Regions from separate parts of the Macaca mulatta genome. Here region 1 is linked to region 2. The links are chromatin contacts, called in public Hi-C maps. All regions are on one chromosome and are shown on one strand. The core of a region is the stretch at or near the end of the contact, and the rest is flanking DNA. Distances in the headings are between cores, read along the strand shown. Region 1 holds the start of IFI6 (interferon alpha inducible protein 6). Region 2 holds the start of PPP1R8 (protein phosphatase 1 regulatory subunit 8).

Region 1 (7,741 bases), core at 764-3,263, 160 kb after region 2:
AACAAACAAACCAACAAAACAACAAAGAGGCTGGGCACAGCGGCTCACACCTGTAATCCCAGTACTTTGGGAGGCAGAGGTGGGCGGATCACCTGAGGTCAGGAGTTCAAGACCAGCCTGGACAACATGGCAAAACCCCATCTCTACTAAAAATACAAAAAAAATTAGCTGGGCATGGTGGTGCGTGCCTGTAATCCCAGCTACTCGGGAGGCTGAGGCAGGAGAATCGCTTGAACCCGGAAGGCAGAGGTTGCAGTAAGACGAGATCACACCACTGCACTCCAGCCTGGGGGACAGTGCAAGACTGTCTCAAAAACAAAAACAATAACAACAAAAAACAAAGAACAAAACAAAACAAAAAATATATGATGGAAATGGTATATTTAAGGCTGAGCAAAAGGGGTCTAAAAGGCATGAGTAAATTAAATAAACGGGGAGCTCAGAGTCCTGTGGCACCCAACTCTGTCTCTCTGGGTTTTCTCCTTGACCCACATATATGACCTCATGGAGTGTTCCCAGCAACCAACAGATAATGGAGGAAAGGAGTCGAACCCAATTCACAGATAAGTCAGTATAATATTTTGGTACCAGCTGGAAATGGACCACTCTATTACAGCTCCAGTTGGGGGTGGCCCTGAATAATAGTGAATCCTCCCAGGGGGCAGAACTAGGAGTAGTATACCGTGTTGTTCCCTCTGTATGCAGAGAGAGAGAGAGAGAGAGAGAGGGACTGAGGTACAGGCATACACCAATTCCTAATAAGTGGCCAGTGTCTTGGCTGGTCAGTCAAAGGCATGGATAGAACAAGATTGGAAGATTGGGAATAAGCAGGTGTGGGTTGGGGCATAAGAATGAACTCTGAATGGACATAAAGCACGTGGATCTCTGTGTCTCATGTTAATGCCGACCAGAGATCACCTGCTGCAGAGGAGGCTTTACAGCCCGATGAGCAGGATGTCCCATCCCGTGGACGTCAGCCAGCCTCTCAACTTAGCCCCACTATTGCCTTGCAATGGACCTATGAGTGTCTATTGCAAGGTAAGGATGGGGGTTAGAAATGAGTCCAACAACTTGGGCTCCCTCTCACAAAAACTGATCTGGCAATTGCCAAAATGTAGCCAATCTTCCAGCAGCAGGTAGCAATATGGCAAAATTGCTCAATGAGAATAGCCAGCCATCTGGTGGCAGGTCAATTATTTCAGACCCCTTCCACTTGGGAGAAGGCAATGATTCATCCTTACCGGAATTTCTATGTTTTCCAAATGGAGGTTGCATTTCTGACCTATAGTGCTTCAACCATCACCAGCCAAAGGCTTTAAAGAATGCTCAGTTCATTACCTAGGGCCAGAGGACCCATCTTGAAACTCAAGATGTATCATGATGGCCACACGAACACAGGCTTCACTGGTCTTACCATATGCCCATGCCGCAGAAGCAGCCAGCCTGAGAGACAATGGAACAAAGTGACTTAATTTCTAAAGTTCTGGGGGATTATAAACAGCATATGGTGTGTCACATGACTACTGTGGGATTGGAAAAAGATCATGTAAATAGAGCACTTTGCACAGATCCTGGCATGCAGCAAGTGCTCAATAAATGGTAGGTGTTGTTTATCAGTTGGATTGAAGGGTGAAAGGCCTGTGTGCCCCAGGGGGAGCTGGTGATCAGGCTTCACTAAGCCCAGTATGGCCGTAGCTGTCACCATAGTGTGACATGCTTTGAATACCCTTAGGGGCTCCAAAAGTCCTCAGCTTGAAGTGTATTTTTCTGCCAGCAGGCAGCACACAAATGCTTCTGCTGGGCGGAGCTGGGAGAGAGGGGAAAATGAAACTGCAGAGTGCAGGGGCTGGGAGAGAGGGGAAAATGAAACTGCAGAGCGCAGGGGCTGGGAGAGAGGGGAAAAGGAAACTGCAGAGTGCAGAAATAGAAACTCCGGCAGGGATTGGCTGCCTGGGGTGAGACGTGGGAGGATCCGCAAGTGATGATAAAAAGCCAGCCTTCAGCCGGAGAACCGTTTACTCGCCGCTGTGCCCATCTATCAGCAGGCTCCGGGCTGAAGATTGCTTCTCTTCTGTCCTCCAAGGTAAACTCAGGAGCTATGAAGTGTGGGCATCAAGCTGCCACCCTCTGCCAGGCTGCCTACCTGCCTGTAAATCTCATGTTCTGAGAGCCAGGAGGCCCCTTCTCCAGGGAGCAGCATCCCTGGGTCCCTTTTAGTGCCCTGGGCTGGGACTTGTCTAAGAGGATGGGTTGGAGATTTTAGGGAGACTGGATACAAAACCCCAAGAGGCATGAGACCCAGGTTACAGGTGCAATATCAGCGATCTGTGGCCTTAGCCCTGTCACCTCTTGGAACCTTAATTGCTTCCTCTGTAAAAGGAAGGTTAAGTTGCCTTACCTGCTCAAAGGACTGGATGATTTTAGAAGCCCCTTTATTATAGGATCCAATGTGACAGTGAGTTCATCTTTGAGGATAGATGAAGCCATCTGGAATGGTTGTTAAAAATGTGGGCTTTGGGGCCGGGGCCGGGCGCGGTGGCTCACACCTGTAATCCCAGCACTTTGGGGAGGCCAAGGTGGGCAGATCACGAGATCAGGAGTTCGAGACCAGCCTGGCCAACATGGTGAAACCCCGTCGCTACTAAAAATACAAAAATTTGCCGGGCATGCTGGCACATGGCTGTAATCCCAGCTACTCGGGAGGTTGAGGCAGGAGAATCCCTTGAACCTGTGAGGCGGAGGTTGCAGTGATCTGAGATCACGCCACTGCACTCCAGCCTGGGTGACAGAATGAGACTCTGTCTCCAAAAAAAAAAAAAAAAAAAAAGTGGGCTTTGGGTATTAGCCAATTGTGGGTTTAAACCCTGACTTTTCCATGACCTGGCTAGGCAGCCTTGGGAATATTACTTAACCTCTCTGAGCTTCAGTTCCTTACCTATAACATGTGGTTGATAACAATGGTACCGACTTCATGGTATCATTATAGATACACGTGGACTGCATGCCATAAAGTGCTAAGTACTCAATACTTGAGAGGAGTTTCTTGTTTTTCTTTTTAATTTAAGGAAATGGCATTGAGCTGACAAAGGTCGCGTTAGAGGTGAGTCTGAGGGCATACGCATTTTCCAGTTTGGTGGTATAAAGAAAAGAGCATAGGTTCTCAATTTTGACAGTCTTGAATGTATACCCATGTTGCACAATTTGCTGTGTGACCTTTATCCCTTGTGATATTGTAAAATATATTTTTTCATCCCCCAGGTGCTGGCATACAACTCCTAAAATCCTTGGAATCTTCAAAGTGATAAATATCTTTTGAGTGTTAACTGTCTAATAAGTTGAGTGATGGCTGGCATTTCCTCTGGGGAGGGGAGAGGGGCTGAAGGTAAAGCTGATTACCAATGGGCAATGATTTAATCAGTCGTGCCTATGTAATGAAGCCTCCACAAAAACACAAAAGGACAGGGTTTGACGAGCTTCCAGATAGCGGAATACAAAGAGGCTCCCAGTGGGTGGTGCTTCTGGAGAGGAATGAAAACTCCATGCCCTTTCTCCCATACCTTGCCCTGTGCATCTCTTCATCTGCAGCATTTGTAATATCCATAAGGAATCAGTAAATGTGGCTGGGTGTGGTGGCTGACGCCTGTAATCCCAACACTTTAGGAGGCTGAGGCAGGCAGATTGCTTGAGCTCAGGAGTTCAAGACCAGGCAACATGGTGAAACTCTGTCTCAAAAAAAAAAAAAAAAAAAAAAAAAGCTGGGTGCGGTGGTGCATACTTGTAGTCCCAGCTACTCTGGAGGCTGAAGTGGGAGGATCACTTGAGCCTGGGAGGCGAAGGTCGCAGTGAGCTGAGATGGGGCCGCGGCACACCCGCCTGAGCAACAGAGTGAGACCCTGTCTCAAAACAACACAAGATCAATTTTTTTTTATAGAAAGAAACCAGTAAATGTAAGCAAAGTGTTTCCCTGAGTTCTGTGAGCTGCTCTAGCAAATTAATGCAGCTGCAGAAGGGAATTGTGGGAACCCCAATCTATAGTCAGTCAGAAGCACAGGTAAAACAACCTAGGGCTTTCAATGGGCAGTCTGGGGGACTGAACCCTCAACATGTGCGATCGGCCACTATCTACCCATAGTGGTGTCAGAATGGAATTTGGGGACCCTCAGCTGGTGTTCACCAGAGGACTGATTCCTTGCTTGCTGGTGGGGAGAAACCTCCACACATCTGCTATCAGAAGCCTCTTGTACAGTGAGGGAAACTGAGTTTCTTTTTCCACACACCCTTCCGTACTTTCTTTCTGAAAAAAATTAAATCGATGTGAGGCCAATGTTTGGTGCCTGTAGATATTCAATGCATTGTAAGAATGAGTTTATCTTAAAAAAAATTTTTTTTAAGCAAATTCAATGCGTCAGGCACTGTTCAAAGTGCCGGGGATACAGCGTGGAACAGTTACTAAATTCACAAGTACCCTCTGAAATAGACTCTATTAATACCCTAATTTTAGAAATAAATAAACTGAAGCCCAGAGAAGCAAAGTACCCTGGTATCCTGCCCAAGGTCACTTGGGTACAAGGCCAAGAACAACCACAGTCATGATATTGACATCTGCGGTAAACACCGTGCGAATCCGCACACCCACCGGTTGGGGCAGGGACATCTCTGCCACTGATGCGGAGAGGAAACAGATTCCCGAGGCTCCTGACAGGGATCCTGGATTCCATTCACCGCACCTCGCTGCTTTTTACTGATTCAGTCGGAATTGGAAGGGAAAACAACGGAGCTGATGAGCTCCAAAAATGCTCCGGTGACCATCTCCCTCTCGCCTATTCGCAGGTCTAGCGACGGAGCCTGCGCGCGGCGCCACCATGCGGCAGAAGGCGGTATCGCTTTTCTTGTGCTACCTGCTGCTCTTCACTTGCAGCGGGGTGGAGGCAGGTGAGAATGTGGGTAAGGGTGCAGGTAAGGGTGCCGGTAAGGGTGCAGGTAGGGATGCCGGTAAGGGTGCAGGTAAGGATGCAGGTAAGGGTGCCGGTAAGGATACAGGTAAGGGTGCAGGTAAGGATGCAGGTAAGGGTGCCGGTAAGGATGCAGGTGAGGGTGCCGGTAAGGATGCAGGTGAGGGTGCCGGTAAGGGTGCAGGTAAGGATGCCGGTAAGGGTGCAGGTAGGGATGCCGGTAAGGGTGCAGGTAAGGGTGCAGGTAAGGATGCCGGTAAGGATGCGGGTAAGGTTGCTGGTAAGGGTGCAGGTAAGGGAACAAATAAGGGTGCAGGTAAGGGGACAAGTAAGGAGGCAAATAAGGGTGCTGGGGGATGGGAGGAGGGTGGGATAAGGGAGAGAGTTTCAGGGTCCCGAGTGTAGAGATTCTGGCGTGCTTCTGTAGAGACCCTGGCAGGGTTCATTTCAACGGACAGTGCAGGGTTGGTGTCGCCAGAGTCCCAGATTCAAATCCCACTACTCTGTTCATTCCTCCATCCTAACGAAATTTATTCAATGCTAGTTCTGTGCCAGGCTCGGCGCCCAGGGAAAAGTCCCTTCCGCTCTGTGAGGCTCTCTGAGTAGGAGAGCGATGGCCCCCGCCTCCAGGAGTGGTCCTGAGCATCAGACACAGAGCAGGGGAGCCCTGCATTCCACCCCAACACCCCCACTACGCTTTGTCTGCTCTCCTGCAGGCAAGAAAGAGTGCTCGGAGAGCTCGGACAGCGGTTCCGGGTTCTGGAAGGCCCTGACCTTCATGGCCATCGGAGGAGGTGGGTCTGGAGGGGGAGAATCTCGGGCAGGTGGGGCGGGCCTCTGCCGAGGGCGCTCCCTCACCCGCTCCTGTTCCTCCAGGACTCGCGGTCGCCGGGCTGCCTGCGCTGGGCTTCACCGGCGCCGGCATCGCGGCCAACTCGGTGGCTGCCTCGCTGATGAGCTGGTCTGCGATCATGAATGGGGGCGGCGTCCCCGCCGGGGGGCTAGTGGCCACGCTGCAGAGCGTTGGTGAGTGCGGGGCCTGGGCCCCTGGTAGAACGTTCTTTAATGTTATTATTTTCATCATACATATGGGGAAACTGAAGCACTCAGGAATTAAGTAATTTACTCAAGCAATTAAGTAGTTTACCAGGAATTAAGTGATTATTTATTTATTTTGAGACGGAGTCTGGCTGTGTCACCAAGGCAGGCTGAAGTGCAGTGGTGTGATCTCGCTCACTACAACCTCCGCCTCCGGAGTTCAAGCGATTTTCCTACCACAGCCTCCTAAGTAGCTGGAATAACAGGCACACGCCACCACACCAGGCTAATTTTTGTATTTTTAGTAGAGATGGAGTTTCACCATGTTGGCCAGGCTGGCCTCAAACTCCTGACCTCAGCTGATCCGCCCATCTCGGAGTCCCAAAGTGCTGGGATTACAGGTGTGAGTCACTGTGCCCGGCCAGGAATTAAGTAATTTACTCAAGTCTCCCTGCTAGTTTAGACCAGAGCCTAGATTCTGACCCAGTCAGTATGATGCCAGAAACCCCATTCTCAGTCTCAAAGGCTGGGTGCCTCACTGATGCTTTGGCCAAATCACAACAAGCCTCAGTTCTCTCAGCGGTGCGTTGGGGTGATCATCCTCAGTTTAACGTATTTTGAATCTGCTCAATCTCAGAGACCACAGTAGCAAAGAAATGTAGAGTAACTCAAATCAATCTCACACCAAACGTGGTCTTGACTTGCACTTTTTGAACACCATGGAGGGAACAGATAGAGCTCACAGTGACTCTTCTATCTATCGATTGATCAGTCTACTGATCTACTTATCATAGATAAAGGTCAAAACAAGGTCTCACACAGCCAGGTTGGAATGCAGTGCATGATCACAGTTCACAGCAGCCTGAAACTCCCGGGTGCAAGCTATCCTCCTGCCTCAGACTCCCAAGTAGCTGGGACTACAGGCGCATACCACCACCACGCCAGATTTTTTTTTTTAGAGACAGGGTCTCATTGTGTTACCCAGGGTGGTCTTGAATTCCTGGGCTCAAGCAATCCTCCCACTTTAGCCTCCCAAAGTGGGAGATTGCAAGCATGAGCCACTGTGCCGGCCCAGAGTGACTCATAAAAAATGGCCTCACTTCCCTCTCTGTCCTCTCTCCCCACCCTACTCCCACCACTCTCTCTCGCTCTGAGGCCTCCAAAATCCTGGAGAAAACCTGCCCCCGACAAACTTCCCTCTCTGCCTTTCTGAACCTTGCATTTTCTCTTCTCTCAATTCTGAATGGCAAAAGCCCAAAGAACCAGCCCAAAATAAGAGAGCCCTGCTCAGAGGGGGCCACACCCCTGCAATGGAAAGGGAAGAGTGTGGGCGAGCCCAGGGACACCTCTGGGCTATAAAATAGTTGTCCTCTCACATGCCACATAGCTGTGACAAGATGAAATGATCCCCGGCTTGTGAACCCCCCACACGCACACAGGGCTCCATGAAGGTGGCTGTTGGCATGATTAATAACATGGCATTTCCATGGCAAGACATCCAGTGAAGGAGCCATTATTTTTGCCTTTTTCATCACAGAAACACATCTGTGATGTGGGATGTCAAGGCAAGGTAAAAATGGGACTCACTTTGTGGTAGTGCCATCCCCTCTCAGGGCCTCTGTTTCTCCATCTAGAAATGAGGAGTTGGACTCAACCAATGGTTTCCAGACATCTGGATTCCGGGGCCTGGCGCTTGGGCCCCACTGACTCATCTGTGTTTGCTTTACAGGGGCTGGCGGCAGCAGCATCGC
Region 2 (7,820 bases), core at 3,766-6,265:
ACCACCAGCTCTTGGGCTCTAAAATAACAATGACTAAATTTCTATGAATCTAGGGTGCCAATAGACATACTATAGATTTAGGGATTTGAGAGGAAAAAAGAGAGGGCCTCCAAATTAAATGTACACATTCAGTATTAAAGGCATCCCAATTTTTTTTTTTTTTTTTTTTTTTTTTGGAGACCGAGTCTGGCTCTGTGGCCCAGGCTGGAGTGCAGTGGTGCGATCTCAGCTCACTGCAAGCTCCGCCTCCCGGGTTCACGCCATTCTCCTGCCTCAGCCTCCTGAGTAGCTGGGACTACAGGCGCCTGCCACCATGCCCGGCTAATTTTTTGTATTTTTAGTAGAGATGGGGTTTCACCTTGTTAGCTAGGATGGTCTTGATCTCCTGACCTCATGATCCGCCCGTCTCGGCCTCCCAAAGTGCTGGGATTACAGGCTTGAGCCACCGCGCCCGGCTGGCATCCCAATTACAGAAATGTTAAAATGAATTTTTTTTTTTTTTTCCTGAGATGGAGTCTTGCTTTGTCGCCCAGGCTCAAGGCAGTGGTGCAATCTCCATTCACTGCAACCTCTGCCTCCTGGGTTCAAGTGATTCTCCTGCCTCAGCCTCCCAAGTAGCTGGTATTACAGGTGCGTGCCACTGCACCTGGCTAATTTTTTAATTTTTAGTAGAGACGGGGTTTTGCCATGCTGGCCAGGCTGGTCTTGAACTCCTGACCTCAGGTGATCTGCCCGCCTCGGCCTCCCAAAGTGCTGGGAGGCCAGGCGTGAGCCGCCACTGAGCCTGGCCAAAATGAACGGAATTTTAACAGAAAACCGTATGTCTCAGAACCAAGGAAATGTGTCAGATGTTGAACAATGTGCTGCTTCTGTCCAAGTGACTGAAATAATGCACTGGCTTTCAACAGTCACTAAAGCCATAGCTTCTTGACTAGCTATGGCCAGTACCACTATCCAGTTGTGCCTCTGAGTTATAACTCAGAGTGTATCTTTACACACTGGGCTTAAAAGACTCATGGCTTTTGTTTTAATGTTGCACTTCTTAAACCCAGCTATCACAACACATCACAAGCCTTTGATACAAAGCTAGGATATAGATAGCTAGGTTAGTATCAAGTGCTGATTAAGTTTAAATCTAAAAATAAGCACATCTCAGGTCTACACCTCTCAAGAATACAGTGATGTCTGAGGATTTTAACTTGACAAGTTTGTGGCAACTCAGCACACTTAACAACACCGAAAGAGAACATTATCAGCTAATAGAAACCAATGATCAGGGGAGTGTCTAGCAAGTTAGAGTGTTTTGAAAATATAATACCAATTATTCCACAAAGGAATGTGATGTTATCATTAAGACTAGGCAACCCTGTCTGTTTCTTCCTGTTGCAAACTAAAGATTTGCTAAATTCGGCCGGGCGCGGTGGCTCAAGCCTGTAATCCCAGCACTTTGGGAGGCCGAGGCGGGTGGATCACGAGGTCAGGAGATCGAGACCATCCTGGCTAACATGATGAAACCCCGTCTCTACTAAAAATACAAAAAACTAGCCGGGCGTGGTGGCGGGCGCCTGTAGTCCCAGCTACTCGGAGGCTGAGGCGGGAGAATGGCGTGAACCCGGGAGGTGGAGCTTGCAGTGAGCCGATATCGCGCCACTGCACTCCAGCCTGGGTGACAGAGCGAGACTCCGTCTCAAAAAAAAAAAAAAAAAAAAAAAAAAAAAAAAGATTTGCTAAATTCTAGTAATAAAACAAATCTCTATATGTCTTCAAGCTTTGTGCTATTTAGCAACAAATATTTTGTAACTGTGGAACAATCTGTAGTAAAAAAAAGTTTTACAGATATTTTAGCTAAATTATTTCTTTGAATAATCTTGAAGTTTTAAATCTTTAAGATTGAAGAACCCATGATAAAGCGGCTCTCTGTGACTGGCTGAGTCCATGATGTATTCATAACAGGAGAAATCATTAAAACTCATGCATGCCTTAATACTTTGCAAAATACCTGGTCATCTCTACAAAATCCCAAAAGTGACAAAAATATATTTACAGAGTAACCTTCAAAAGATCTCAGATAGCTTTTCAATCTAGCAACCATGGAACTGCAACATTTTTATTAAATACCAAAAAACCACAAGGAAAAAACTGCATTCAATAATGGGGCCTTGAACCTAAATTCTAGCTGAGCAAGCAAATATAAAATTGGTCTAATACAGGGAGACTCACAGCTACATGGTCATGGTGGGCTTAATATCCATCTCTTGGTAAATAAATAATACCATAAGGATTATAAAAAATTTACGTAAACTAATAGCTAATAAAAACTCATGTTCTCTTGAACTCCTATGTGGTGTTCTCTCTAGAGGCTTGTATAAAAGCTGGAATTCTGCTAAACTTTTATAGTACTTAATTCAAATATAACTATGTAATTTTTTGGTGTGATTCTGTCTCTTCCACTGGACGACTTGAGGAGAGAAATCATGTTGGTTTCCCTTACTGCTGCAATCTGTAAGCCAAGCACTGTAACTGGCACATAGTAAACACTCAATACATGTTTTCAAAGAATCAATTAATGAATTTCACCACAATTCCATTATCTTTTTGAGTAAGTGTCGTCTTAGTTTACCATATTTCTTATAAGGAGTTGGGCCTGAATCTCTTAAAATTAACTTAAAAGTTAAACTCAACATATATCATTCACTTTCTTCAGTTACTGCATACCTTGCACGGTTTACACAACTCCATGTACTCAGGGAGAGGGAATTAACCAAGCTAACAGGGCTTCCAGTTTGACTGGGGCCCACAGGACCCATGACCTATTAAAACCATTCATTTGAGAGAAGTCACAAAAAAGTGAGTGTCTGTGGTAGATACAAGCTTTAAGTGTGTGATGTCACCATGTGCTTTTAACAGAAAAAAAAATCAGGATGAAAGAAAGTAGCATTGCTGGAAAACAAAGCACAGGAGAGGGGGTGGAAAAGTGAGTCACTGGCAAAAATCTTTAGTGTGGTGGGCAAAAAAGGAAGACATGTATTTCCATACCTCAATTAGTTTGTCTCCTTTGACTACATCCAGATGTAAACCGGGAGGGGGCTTACCTGCCCTGAAAAATAAAAATAGAAAAAAGCATTTTCACGATGAGTTTATAAATGCAATTTACAATCACTGTCCCATTCAACATTGCAGCTTTCCTACCAGCCAGCCTATAATTAGTTCATGTTCAAGCAGAAATGTCATCCACTTCACTGTTATTACAGCTCCATTCTACGTTTGACACTTACTTCCCTAGTGATTCAACTGCTCTGAAACAGATTTTAGTGGATCTGTATTTAGAGCAGCACCAAGAAACCTATATTTTAACACTGGATCTTCACCTCAGAGAAAGAGCTGCATAGAGAGTGTAAGTACGATAGCTGGAGTGGTCTGGTCACCTGGAGTTTGAATCTGAAATTTACCCCTACTCCAATATCATATAAAGATCGAATAAATTAGTTGCTGTTTGGGGCTGATCAAGATTAGTCTCATCACAGAGTAAGCAGAGTACTGTCCTGAGCTCTGAGACCAAATCAGAGGTGCATAATTAGGGAACTAGGGCAATTCAAAATCATGCCCCATGAAACCAGGTACCAAATGAATATGTTACCCTTGAACAGGTCTTTCTACAACAGCATGATTAAGGGAAGTTTCCTCTATACTCCTACAGCCATATCATTCAAGGGAGACTCACATATGTCAAAGCACCTAACAGTGCCTGGTACCTACCAGACCCTAAGGAAAGGGTAGGTGATCTCAAAGCAGTGCTTTCTAACTACGTTTGCTGTATTGGTCCAAGTTTGAAATCAATACAGCGAGGGATCAAAACGGATATAGAATTTGTAGACTGAAGCAACCATTACAAAAGTGCAAAGCCATCCAGAAAATAGCCACACATTTGCTTGCTTTTTGGGTTTGCTAATTTGAAGTTAGAAAAAAGAACCACCTCACTAGAACCTCTAGATTTGCACACGAAAAAAACGTATCCTTGTCTAGCTAACTGAAGATGCAACACAGTCATCTCAAACAATCCTGCCCCAACCCCTCCTCTATGGAAAGGACAGTGCACCGGACAAAAGGCCATTTTGTCCACGAAAAAGGAGGAATGTTACATCCAAAATATACTTTCTGTATGTGCCTGACTCAGGCCTTGGAGCTGGGAATACAAAGATGCAGTCTTTGCCCTTGAGGATGGCAATATAACGGGAGACAGAGACAAGTAACAAACAATACACTGCGATGAGCTACAGCAGAAAAAAACTCTTAATTTCAGAAGCGTTTCCTTGTAAGGTAATTCATATTTATTCAACTTGTACTCTACTCAAAGGCCAAATTATTTCATTATTCCCAAGAACTTTCGAAGGGATAAAAAGGGTTCATGCCAGCCATTACTAATGCCTACTCGTGCCACAGACTGGGAGCTCCCTGAGGGCAGGGAGGGCGCTAACCTACCCTCGTGTTCTCTGTGGCAGACAGAAAAGTGCCGCACGAGGGATGCAGCAACCAAAGAGGGATGCGGGGCTCAGACGTAGGGTTGGGGCAGGGGCTGGCTCGAGAGCGCTCGGGACGTACAGGAAGGGGCCAGGTACGATGCTCCATGAGAGCACCAGGCACTCAGTCAGGAGTTGGGCGTAAGTTCGGGCAAAGGCCTCAAAGCGCTCCAGCGACTGGCTAATCGCTCAAAGGGGCTGCCTAAGTGAGCGCCTTTGAGCCCCCAATCCCGTGTTTCTTCAGTTCCTGGGCCTGGGCTCCAGGCTCTCGGTTCTTCAACACGTCGCCCGGCCCGGTGCAGCGAACAGTTTTTCCTCAACCATTCCAGGGTTTCTGAGCCGTTCGGCTCGCAGCAGAAAAGTAAAAAAAGAGCCGCCCTTCCAGCCCAGGCTAGCTCCGGCCAGGCCACTCTAGCCCTGGCCGCCCCGCCACTCACCAGGTTGGGCAGTCGAACAGCGGGAGGCTGGAGCCGGAGTTCGCGGCTGCCGCCATCTTGCGTCTCCCCCTCCCATTTGGCGGGCCCGAAGCACGCCGGGAAACTGGAAGACCGAAAAGGGAAAAGCGGCATCCCAGCAGCCTGTGCGTACGCACGCTCACGCACGCACGCGCGTACGGGGGGCGGTGCTTCTAGTGGGGACAGTGTAGGTTTTGGGATTTTTTTTTTCCACCGTTTGTGCGAGTTGGCCGTCTCTGGAAGTCTCCAGTGTATGGTTTTCCTTGGCCAGGAGGTATCAAAGGAAAAGCGACTTTGTAGGGAGGGGAGTCAGTCTCTCCCTGCGTCCTCCTGCAAACGCTTCTGGGCTCTAAAATCTTGGGACTAAGCCGGGCGCGATGGCTCACGCCTGTAATCCCAGCACTTTCGGAGGCTGAGGCGGGCGGATCACTTGAGGTCAGGGGTTCGAGACCAGCCTTGCCAACATGGTGAAACCCCGTCTCTACTAAAAATACAAAAATTAGTCGGGGGTAGTGGCACATGCCTGTAATCCCAGCTACTTGGGAGACTGAAGCAGGAGAATCGCTTGCACCCGGGAGGCGGAGGTTGCAGTGAGCCGAGATCGCGCCATTGTACTCCAGCCAGGGCAACAGAGCGAGACTCCGTCTCAAAAAAAAAAAAAGAAAAAGAAAAAAAGAGAAGGAAAAAATCTGGGGACTGCATCCTCCTCCAACGTTTAGGTTAAGACCGTCAGCCTTTTGCCCTCAAAGCAGAGAAGCTAAAGGGCAAAACTTGGAGATTGGAGTGATTATTGTTTCTACTTATCCAGCCCTTCTCCAAAAAGTGGCACTTTACTCACTTTTTTCCTAATCCACGTCTAGGCCTGTAGATTATCAGGGAATCTGCATTAGGGGTCACCTGGTCTGTTTATGAAAACTCTGGACAAGCTGGAGCCAGGAGCAGGTCCAGTCAGAAAGCAGGGGTCCAAATCATCACTGTGCTTGGCTCAAATGGTTAATTTTTTAAAAAAGGATTTTTTGCTTTTGGTTATAGTGCAAGGAAGCATTAGGATTGCTGGCTTGCCCTAGATCACCAGATGACTGAAAGAGACCATTAGCAGGGCCTCTGGTTGTAATGGCATTGTCTGTTGAGCACTTACCTTGGCAAGTATGTATTTTATATGGATCATCTCATTTAATCCTGACAAGGCTCTTGAGTTAGGTATTATTATAATTCCAGAGGAGAGGCTCAGAGAGATTGAGTTGCCCAGCCTCACCCTAGAACAAGTGGTGAGTGGGATAAAAAAACCTAAACCTGTATGTTGCCAAAGGCCATGCTCATGAATCACTATTCTCTCTCACACTTTGATGTTGGTATAATTATGTTTATTATTAGCATGCAACTGATGCCCCTCTTCTTCACTTTTGTAGATGCCTTGGGAGGATTATCTGACTGGTTTTTCCTTTTTTAAATAAATCAATTGCTAAGTTCCTGTCATCCAGAAAGAGGCACTGCTCAGCAAGTTAAGGAATCTATGATGAAAGTAGTTCTTTTCTTGCTTCCATGCCACTGGTTCTGTAGAAAATCAGCCTATTCAAAAGATTTTTTGCCCTTGATGAAGTCTCCAGCCCTCAAAATGTAACTGCAATATAACTTAGAAGGAGCAAGATGATCCAAAAAGTAACAGCAATATAACATTAACTTGGATTTGAAGATGATCAACTCTTAGGTAGATTGGAGAAACCCCTTTTCCTCTGGCCTTTAAAGCACGATAAACTTATCCAGCAAGGATGGTGACTAATCAGATCACTTATCAAATGGCCTGTTAATATCCTCCTTTTCAGCCTTGTGATTCCAAAGTAAGACTAGGCTGACTGGAAAAATTCAAATTCTAAACTTGATTTCAAGAAAACAGAAATAATCCTATGTCCCCCTCTTTTGAATACAGGGCATGATTTTTGAGAAGGAATTAGTCCCAAAAGCTTTTGAGTCTAACAGAAAAGAACAAGATACTTTCATCTACAGAAATCGTGTGAGCCTTTTGAGGTTCTATGCTCCTTTTAGGCATAACATGGTATTGAAGCCATTCCTAGTTAGCAGTGACCTGATAGCATCTTATGGCAACTTTGTCTTTCAACTTCTCAGCTTGTGTGATCCTTCTATTGCTGACTATAGACCCAGGAAACCTAAAAGCTACATCTTACCCTTCTAATTCTTTACTCCTTGGCCATGTTCTGTTTCTAGCACAGTAGATAATTCACACATGGCACCTTATGATTACCTAGGCCCTCATAAAGCAAAATGCTCTTTGTTTGGGCACCAATGATGTCAGTATAGACCAGCAAACTAGAGGACAGCAATCTAGGTCCTTAACCTTTTAAAATAGACTGACGCACTAGCTGCCTTTGGATTTTGGTATCTCAATAAAGAGATTAGTATCTTGGCCTTTGATAGATTTCCTTAGAATAAGATCTAAAGACATTAGGAGCATATTGAGGTCAGAAAACTTTTTAAAATTTTTTGATTATTATGTTTTGAGATGGAATCTTACTCTGTCACCTAGGCTGGAGTGCAGTGGCAGGATTTCAGCTCACTGCAACCTCCACCTCCCAGGTCTAAGTAATTCTCCTGTCTCACCTTCCCAAGTAGCTGGGATTATAGGCATGTGCCACCACACACCTGGGGTTGCACCATGTTGATGAGGCTGGTCTCGAACTCCCAACTTCAGGTGATCCACCTGCCTCAGCTTCCCAAAGTGCTGGGATTACAGGTGTGAGGTACCATGCCCTGCCAGAAAACTTTTTTTTTTTTTTGAGACAGAGTCTTGCTCTGTCTCCCAGGCTGGAGTGCAGTGGCCGGATCTCAGCTC

The links. A called contact is a pair of places that touch in the nucleus more often than the background predicts.
Region 1: a Hi-C map of liver shows a contact between it and region 2, with 4 times the contacts expected there. The contact joins the promoter of IFI6 here to the promoter of PPP1R8 in region 2. A contact is called at or near these places in 2 of 14 Hi-C or Micro-C datasets (fetal cortex germinal zone and liver).

Annotation. Positions count from the first base shown.
Region 1 is chr1:213,271,803-213,279,543 of T2T-MMU8v2.0, forward strand. IFI6 (interferon alpha inducible protein 6) reads left to right here and starts at 2,014. Exons shown (of 5, transcript NM_001048170.1): 1 at 2,014-2,083; 2 at 4,831-4,932; 3 at 5,669-5,746; 4 at 5,829-5,978; 5 at 7,720-7,741. The coding sequence starts at 4,863.
Region 2 is chr1:213,107,998-213,115,817 of T2T-MMU8v2.0, forward strand. It overlaps PPP1R8 (protein phosphatase 1 regulatory subunit 8), which reads right to left and starts at 5,016. Exons shown (of 7, transcript NM_001266462.1): 1 at 4,955-5,016; 2 at 3,037-3,097. The coding sequence starts at 5,010. It also overlaps LOC114675123.